Regions from separate parts of the Mus musculus genome. Here region 2 is linked to region 1. The links are chromatin contacts, called in public Hi-C maps. All regions are on one chromosome and are shown on one strand. The core of a region is the stretch at or near the end of the contact, and the rest is flanking DNA. Distances in the headings are between cores, read along the strand shown. Region 1 overlaps Frmd5 (FERM domain containing 5). Region 2 has its middle 24 kb from the start of Frmd5.

Region 1 (4,845 bases), core at 1,989-4,488:
AGATCTCATATCTGTGATGTTCTCCACTGTCGAATATCAGCATAGTAATTGGTGGTTCATGGAATATGATTGCTTCAAAAGACTCAGTCCTGTGTGGACATGTAGCCAACAGTCTTGAGGATGATGCTTGTATCCCTCTCTGTGGGATTAGCATCAATAGCATAACTCAGACTTGAGGAAATCATGCATTGGGAGATAAATACTATGATTTATCTGAAAGACAAATAGTTTTATTTAAAATTTATGAGGTATATTTTATAGAATACTAAATTTTTTCATAGCAAAAAATGGGAAATTGTACCTGTGAACGAGACAATTTCTACCATCTAGAATCAAAATTCAGGTAATGGAATTCAGCACACAGCCTTCATATGGACATTGATGCTACATAAAGCAATGTAGCATTGCAAGATCTGATACCCAGGGTTTTATTTTTAAAACACACTATGTATATGTTTATCTATGTATAACAACAAATTTCCTTCATCAAATCTTTAATCTGTTTTTATCTTGTTAGGGAAAGATAGTCTAGCTGTGTTTCAAAATCTCTTAAATAGCAATAAAAGGCATCCAATCTCCATTGTGACAATTAGCAGGAGGGTGTGAACGTAGGCAGGAAGCTGGGGAAGGCTCTTCTCTACCCAACGCCCCAGATAGAACACTGGGGCTCTGTCTTGTTCTTTGTCTTGGCTGTTTTATGTCACACTTAGAACTGTTAAGTCTTAGAATCATTAAACTGTTACTGATGAGGAAATATATTTTCCGTCTGTGTGTGCAATTAGAACATTTAAGGAAATCTTTAAAATGAAAAACAAAACAGTTCCTATAAGGAACCTTTTTTTTTTTCAGACAATCAGCATGTACACCAGTAGGTAATAGGGCTTAACATTTTCTTACTAAAATATGACCGTGATTTGATTAATATATTAGGCACAACATTTTTAGATTCATAGACTGAGATAATGGGACAAAGCTAAAGTTGACATTAACCATAAATAAATATGAACTGAACTTACTTTCTAAAGACCAACTCTGGGTACTGTAAGATGAGGACAACGGCTCAGAGTACATATAGCTTGGTGGTAGAATACTTGGGCAGCAGGCATATGACCCTGCCTTCAAACCCCATTACCACAAAAACAAACAATGAAAAAAGTCAAATAAGAGAAAAACAAAGCAAAATCCACAACAAAATCCAGGATGAACAAGATCTCATTTTATAAGAAAAGACCCACATGGTATAAACTATAAGCTTACCATAAGGCAAGGTGTTAAAATGTAGCCTCAGACACTTCGTTAAATTGAATTTAAAACATCAAAAGTTTTTTTTTAAAGGAAATACAAATGTTAAAAGTACTTCCTATGAAAAACAAACCTATCCATTAAGTTTTTAAAAAAGAAACACGAATATTAAAAGTAATTCATAACAAAACAAACACCCCACACACCAAGAGTTTAAAAGAGAAGGGTGTCTGAGAATATAGCTTAACGTTTGACTACTTGACTGGTGTTGGTGTATTGACCAAAACAAACAAACAAACAAACAAAAATCAAGACGATGTCTAAGCAACAGCCAACTCAGTTTGTAAATCCAGAAACTTCTACCTATGTTGGTCTTGCAAATTTTCCCAATGAAGCTCAAAAAAAAAAGAAAAAGAGAGAGAAACCACAGTAGTTTGGGATTCCAGTTCACACCTGATGGTGCTTGGTGACTCAGGTCTAGGAAAATCAGCTCTCATAAACACCCTGTTCCTGACTGATCTCCACTCAGATTGTCCCTGGGGCCTCAGATGGTAGTGGACACCTATTTATGGAGACGCCAGCCACTACAAGGACCGCTTGAATAGTTGTCTCCTACCCTGCTGAGCAGTTTGAATGCTCCCTGCACGATGAGAGGGCACATCACTGATAACAGGGTGCACATGGGTAGAAGCCCTTGGATGCTGCATTTATGAAAGTGATATACAACGAGCTGAATGACAGGCCTGTCACTGGGAAAGCCGACATTTTTCACTCCGTGGGAACCTGAGCAGCTGGAGAATGGGATTCTGGGTGAAACGGAGCATGAAACATCAAAATCTACCACTTACCTGAAGCAGAACCAGATGAAGATTTTAAAGAGCAGGCTAGGCTTCTTAAGGCCAGGGTCTCATTTTTTTCTGGTTTTATCAAACTAGTTGATAAAAACCAAGCCAAGGTCAAAGGTCACCTCTGCCCGCCTCTGCCCGTGGGGTGTTGTGGATGTTGGAAACCCAGAAACCGTGGCTTTCTGAACTGTGAATCATTCTCACCGTTAACATGTAGAACCCCCAGGAAGTAACCCAGGACCTTCCCCTAGGTTGAGTAGGTTCCCAAAGGCTGAAGGGAGACTGTGGGGAGCAGAGAACAGGAATTCCAGGAAAGACTGGATTTTGCTGGAAATGGAGGCTGAACACCCCATGCAGGAGATGATCTCCACGATGTGAACACAGATGCAGGCAGGGTGGTGACAGTGATGGGGGACCCTAGGGCATCATGTGCTTGCATGTTAAGTTTGCGTGTTAAATACTCTTGGATAAAAAGAAAACATTTCAGATGAGTGTTACAGCTTGAATTTTTCTTAAGCTTGTATATGTCTCCACCCAAATTTAAGTACCTGTGTCTGAGGAAATCATTTTTAAAAATCGTGTATGTGTGTATGTGTGTGTGTGTGTGTGTGAGAGAGAGAGAGAGAGAGAGGGAGAGAGAGAGAGAGGAGAGAGAGCATTTATATGAAGTTTTAAAAACATGTATTTCATTGCTAAATTACAATTTATATTTTGTGAGGTAAACTATCATTTTCTTCCTCCTTAGGGACTTATGTTGGAATTTATTCCTAAGAGTCAGTCAACAAGTCTACTTACTAGTGAATTTCATTGCATTAAAACTGTTTAATCATTGAGGGGCCTCCTGGTTTCTATCTGGGACAATTTGATTCGGTCAGAGTTGTTCCTGTGTGGTCGCCTAGAACCTGTGACAGAGAAGGCTATGCATACTTGGAGGCAGGCTGTTTGCTTATCACACAGAAGTCACAGTTTGGAGACTCCTAACTTTTCTAGCTGCAGAGGATCTAACACCGTTGTCGCTGCCGTCGTTAGTACAGTTAATTGTTCGCACATTTCCTGCTAACCAGGTAGAACAGAGACCTCTCCAATGAGATGCATGTTTACACTTAAACAGCTTTTAATAGCAGGCTCAAGGCCTCTGGAGTCTGCTGCTAGATCATCTTCAAATCTTTGTGTGGAGAACTCACCACAAGGACATTTGTAATCCGGCCTCCAATTATGCCATGCTGTGCAGAAAATCAAAGCAACTTCACATTCTAACAAGAGTCTTTATACAATAACAGTCAGTAAGTTATTTTTACTCAACTAAAAAGCCAATAATTTTTTAAGAAGCCAAACTTTTAATATTTTATACTGCACCTCAATGCATGTTCTATAATCGCAGTTGTGAAAGCTCTGCGTGGCAGTGGAAGTCACAGTCCTTGGCTAGCACGGCCCAGACCCCAGACCTTCATCTAGGCCATTGAGTGTGTCAGGCATCATTCTTCACAAAAAGCCCCCATGAAGCCCAAGTGCTCGCCAGGGATTTTTTTCTCCTGTTCCCTTTTTGTATGATTTTCTGTTTCGAGGGAAACAGTGGTGCTAATTTTGTTATGTGCAGCTGCCTGTCCCTTTGCAGCCCCTGGCATTCTCTTCAGTGTGTGCAGTGTAAATGTCTCCATGCAGCCTGTGAAAATGAAAGGCAAACGTTTCAGAGCTGAAGCACAGGCCGGTGATCAGAGCCACAGGGCTGTGTTCTGGCACTCTGGCCTACTTGCCCCCTGCCCTGCCATTGTCCTGCCTTCCTATTTCCTAATGTGTCCTTAGCCTTAGTGGCCACAAAAGGAGCCGAGGATGGAGGTGGAGGTGCAGGCGGAGGTGCAGAAAAGAAGCAGGGGTCATTCAGAGCTTTCATGTCCCTGTAGTTGGATGCGAGAGGTCTAGCTGAGAAAGCACTTGACTCCTGATGAAACAGGAAGTTGGATGTTGCTGGTTTTGTTTTATTTTAAGTTTAGCCCCCCCCCAAAAAAAACAACAAAAAAACAAAAAACTAAAATAGTGCTAATAATGTGGAAAAAAATTTTAAAAAAAGTTTGTTGTAAAGATGTGCAGCAGAAAATTATCTCCTTTCCATTTTCAGAGCTTTAGTTGTGAAGAGATGGCCCTGTATTTCGGAGCTTGTCTGGCTCTGGCTGCAGATGTGTTCAGTTCCCACACTCATACGGTGACCGTGAAAACCACCTGTGGCTTGTGCTGGCCTGTTTCCCTTCGCTTCCCATTCATTCAACTTAAGTGATTTCTGAAATAAATTACATTTTAATAAAAAACACACAACCTTTTTTCTTTAGCTATTTTTAGATTTGTAGGTGGTTGTAAGACCATACATACCTTGTATCCAGTTTCTTCTATGCCATAGAGTCTATGGGAACATTGTACAAACCCATAGTACATCATCCCAGCCAAGAGCTGTCATCAAGGTAGTCGAGATACAAGATACAGAGCATTTCTGTTACTATGTGTTTCCCTCCTTATGTCCTTCTACCAACACCTTCCTCTCTCCCTCACCCTTCCACCCTGATATTTGGCATCACTGATCTGCTTCCAACCTTTGTAACATTTTCTTTTAAAGAATGTTATATAAACAAGATATTCCATGTTTAGGCCGTTGGAATTTTTTCTGCTCAGAAACCTCCACCAAGGTTCATCTAGGCCATTGAGTGTGTCCGTAGTTAATTTCTCTTTATTAGCAAGTTTTTCATTGGTTTAAGGGTGGTTGTTTCTT
Region 2 (4,640 bases), core at 109-2,608, 130 kb before region 1:
CAAGAAAAGCCCTCCAGGATCAATTTGAGTAGATTTAATTGGATATTGCTACAGTGTAGATCTTTAACATTTTTGAAAATTGGGTTTATTTAGTTTTTAATTTTATGTGTTTGTTGCCTGTTGTCTGGACCATGTGTGTGCCTGATGCCACCACAGATGTCAGAGAGGCTATTCATCTCCTGGAACTGGACTTATATCTGAGAGCCACCATGTGCTGAGAATCGACATGGGCTTCTGGGAAAGTAATAAGGGCCCTTAATCACTAATCCATTTCCCCAACTTTTGTGCAGGCAAGAACAGCCACTGTGAGTTCATGACTGCATCTGTCCTGTTGTGTCCGGAGGACACCACTATGCTCTGCAACCCTGCCTCACTTCACTGACTAAAGCTCCCCATTTACTTTCTGTTGTGTGGTTATCTATATAAGAGATGAATGAGAGTTCCTATAGCCGATAAAGGTTTGGTAAATTCAATAGAAAGATAATAGAGGAAGAATTACCATTTAAGTATCATCATAGCCCACATTTTACCTACAAGAAAACAAATTTGAATTATGAAAATTATTCAGCTAGTTCCTGGTAGAGAGCCATGACAAATGTTAATATAATCAGATGTCTTAAATACCTTGAGTGTGTGGGGGGTGTTCTCTTTCAGATTTAATTTATTAGTGGAATAAACTTATTTAAAATGAGATCCACTCTTAAAAGTTACAGAAAGTCAAACCACACAAGTTACATGATAAGTAAATTTCAGGGCCCTACTGCAATCCTTACTCCTTGAAGTTCTTTTTTTTTTTTTTTTTTTAGCCATTTTTTGTTAGTCATTGTTAGCCATGACCTCCTCAAAGAACTTAACTCCTGTCTTCCACAAGATGGCAGCATTGCTCATTCCTCGGCAACCTCTCCCCAAGGCCCTCGCTGTCCTTGATTGTTGGGGTCACAGATGAAGATTTAAGCTGTCATCCTGGCGTCACAATCAGTTCCTGGTATTGAAATGCCAGGCCAAAGCCAGACGCCTAACTCATGAAGGGAAACAGGACCGCAGAGCTGTGTCTATGGAGAGAGACTTTAGGAAACAGGTCAAGGACAGAGTCATGGAAGCAGTGGGATGAGCAACCCTGAGACCCATCCATCACCTGTCTCCCTGGAAGTCCTGAAAGACCTGAGGCCTGGCTTTGTGAAAATGTGTATCCGTCTGTCACATAGTCACAACAAACTGGTCCCCTGCTAAAGAATGTCTGCTTTCTCTCTCCTCCTTTTTCCTTTTCTTTTTCCCCTCTTCCTTTCATTTCCTTCCCCCCTCCTCCCTTTCTTCCTATAGGATCTTGTTTGATTGATTGTGGTCCTGGACCTGACCTGGTGCATGCTCAGCACGTGTTCTACCACTGGTGTGGTAGATGCAGGGCAGGCAGCAAAGGCCTTCCCTTTCCATATTGTCCTTTCCTGGAGGAGCTGTGAGACCATGATTGGATCTCCCACATATGTCCATGTCCATGCATATATGTGTGTGTGTGTGTGTGTGTGTGTGTGGTGTGTCTAAGTCATCTTCCTAGTTCCTCAACACAGTTTTTGTAATAAATTAACACAAGAATCTAAAAAAATCATATTGAATATTTTGAGTCATATCAATTTATGCTAAAATACTTATTTTTCTTTAAATTTATTCTATGTCTTAAAGTTCCTTTCCTGACTTATTTCTTTAAACAAAACAAAAATTCTGGGCTGGAGAGATAGATGGCTTAGTGGTTAAGAGTGTATGCTTCTCTTGCAACAAACTGGAGTTTGGTTCCCAGCACACACATCAGAAAATTCCAGCTTCAGAGGACCCAACTCTGTCTTCTAGCTTCCAAAGTCACCTGCACACACACAACACGTCTGTATAAGTGTACACTCATGCACATGAGTGCAGGTTTTCTCAGAAGCCAGTTGGAGCCTCAGTAGGAGGAAGTTGTGAATCAGCTGATATAGGTATCAGAATATGAACTCAGGACCTCTGCAGAGCAATACTGCTCTTAGCCACTGATATTATGTCTCTTAAAATCACAGTGCACACACGTGAGAAGATTGCCGATTCTTTAGACTGTTCACTAATGACTAGAACAGTTGCTCTCAACCTGTGGGTCACAACCCTTTCGGAGGTGAAATGACCCTTCACAGGGGTTGCCTAAGACCGTAGGAAAAAACAGATATTTATGTTATGATTCATAACAGTAGAAAGATTACAGTTATGAATAGCAATGAAAATAATTTTAGGGTTGGGGGGCCACCACACCACGAGGAACTATTTTGGAAAACCCTGTTACTACTAAGGTCATAGTGGACCATGACTGTGCAGTTCCCTGGGCTAGGTGCAAAATGGAGGACTTCTTTTTTGTTTTAAGATTTAGTTATTTATTTTATATGACTACACTGTAGCTCTCTTCAGACACACCAGAAGAGGGCATCAGATCCCATTACAGATGGTTATGAGCCACATGTGGCTGCTGGGAACTGAACTCAGGACCTCTGGAAGAGCAGTCAGTGCTCTTAACCACTGAGCCATCTCTCCAGCCCAGGGGTCTTCTTTTTCTAGTAGGGCTCCCTCTTCTCCATCTGACCTTATCTGGGGAGCCCAACCCCCACATCTTCTACTTGAGGAGTGCCAAGTAGTCCTTGGCAAAATTGCAGGTTCAACTCCCTTTCTCCCAATAAGAACCTGCCTGGCAAGCACCTGGGGTGCCTCTCCATGCAAATAAGGCATTCCCAGTACCTTAAGCCTCAGTCAGTGTATGTTCACCAAAAATCCCTTCCCACTCTCCAAGGTTCATATAGTCCTTGTTCACCCCAAGTAAAATACATGCACATGAATGTTGTCTGAGAGAGTTGTAACACTGAAATCCTCAGAGAATGCTCGCCATTCTGCACAGGTGGACCAAGATCCTGCCCATTCATTCATCCACCCCCCTACCCCCACCCCCGCTCGGCTTCATCCTTTCCTTCCCATTGTGCAGCAGCAGCGCCTGGACACCCTGAGGGAGGAAGCCCAGGGCAGAACCACAGAACTGTAGTAAAAGGCCAGAGTATTAGAAAGGTTGAAAATCACTGGTCTAGAAACTGATACCCATCTTATTAAGCTCTGCTTGTATCATGTGACTTGTTTTGTTCCTTGAAAGGTAGGTGGCACCTCTGGAGGGCCTTGAGGCAGAAGCTGGAGAGGAAGGGTCCTCTCTTGTGGGTTGTTTGTTTTTTGAGTCAGTGTTTGGCTATCCAGTCCAAGCTTGCCCCTGCCATTTCCCTGGCCCCCACTCCCTCCCCTCTGTTCTTTCCGTCTAGGTAATGACCCAGCTGTCTAGAAGATGACTCAGAATAACTCTGCTGATCAGTGCAGATGCTGTGCAGGTGAAATGTAAACTTCTGTGTTCTAAACTGCTGATGTGGGGGTTGTCAGTGCAGTTCAAGCAGACATTCATTGTAAGTGGGCTTGCTAGAACTCCCGTGGGGAAAAATTGCTCCAGAGAGGGTGAAAGCCATATCTTTATATATGTGTAAAACACAGTTATTTGTACCCTACATAACCAGATACACATCTGCATTCAACTCTTGGGGTGGGGAGAGGAAGGACCAAAGTCTAAACAGGCTCCTTTATGGGATAATAGTGAAATAGAGATCAGCATTGATCTAGATGATCAGGTTATCTTTAAGTCTAATCTGGTATTAGGGGGTGTTGAAAGAACCTAGTGGGGAAACCCCCACTCAGCTCCCGATTCGGCGTGCACCCAAGAATCACGAATAGAACACAACACCTTGATGTAACAACACAAGGTTTTTTTAATGGCGGAGCTCCGGGTCGAAACGTATCTCACACAGGAGACAGTGGATTCGACCACGAGGCTTGGAAGCTAGGGGTGGGCATGTCCTGGTCTGTTCTGCTATGTTCTCAGCCCCAGGTTTCAAAGCTCACAAACAACTCTTATGAATCACAGGTCTCAAGTTTTATTTCCTTTCAGTATTACCTCTGGTATTTCACTTAGGTCTCCTAGGAGGTTTTATAAATGAGTGATATCCAACTCTACCTCTTAGATCCTAAGTTAATTGGTAGAATCTACATGCCTTTAAAAAATATTATTTTTTATAGGAATGAAGAGATGCTTCAATGTTTAAGAGCACTTGCTGTTCTTTAAAAGGACCAAAGTTAGGTTCCCAGCACCCACATTTGACGCTCCTAACCCCCATAATGCCTGCTCTGGAGGATCCAACATCTCCTTCTGGCCTCCGTGGGTACCTGTTCATATGTGGCATACATTCATACAGAGACACATTAAAGATATAAATAAGGAAAGATTTATATAAATATACCTTTTCTTTTTAAAGATTTATTTATTTATTATATGTGAGTACGCTGTAGCTGTCTTCAGACACCCAAGATCTCATTACGGATGGTTGTGAGCCACCATGTGGTTGTTGGGATTTGAATTCAGGACCTTCAGAAGAGCAGTCAGTGCTCTTAACCACTGAACCATCTCTCCAGCCCCTAAAAATACCTTATGTACAGGAGCTTGCAGAGGCCAGAAGAGGCTGTTGAATCCCCTGGAACTGGAGTTATAGACCGTTGTGAGCCAGCATGCAGTTGCTGGGAATCAAACCTTCAAGAGTAGTAAATGC

Evidence for each region. Hi-C and Micro-C count contacts between places; a contact is called where the count stands out from the background.
Region 2: a contact with region 1 is called in a Hi-C map of ventricular fibroblasts, with 5 times the contacts expected there. The contact joins two enhancer-like sites. A contact is called at or near these places in 38 of 484 Hi-C or Micro-C datasets (the C2C12 cell line, the C3H10T1/2 cell line, the G1E-ER4 cell line and 24 more) and 3 of 115 datasets of contacts at active chromatin or transcription factors (bone marrow-derived dendritic cells, embryonic stem cells and stem cell-derived neural progenitor cells).

The regions. Positions count from the first base shown.
Region 1 is chr2:121,698,439-121,703,283 of GRCm38.p6, reverse strand. The region is part of intron 1 of Frmd5 (FERM domain containing 5); the gene reads left to right. It also overlaps the pseudogene Gm14021. Among named protein-coding and RNA genes, the nearest start is that of Frmd5, 110 kb to the left of the region's middle. Within about 2 kb of position 3,238, at least 19 of the 459 cell types and tissues checked have an H3K27ac peak or open chromatin away from gene starts, as enhancers often do.
Region 2 is chr2:121,829,004-121,833,643 of GRCm38.p6, reverse strand. No RefSeq gene overlaps it. Among named protein-coding and RNA genes, the nearest start is that of Frmd5, 24 kb to the right of the region's middle. Within about 2 kb of position 1,358, at least 16 of the 459 cell types and tissues checked have an H3K27ac peak or open chromatin away from gene starts, as enhancers often do.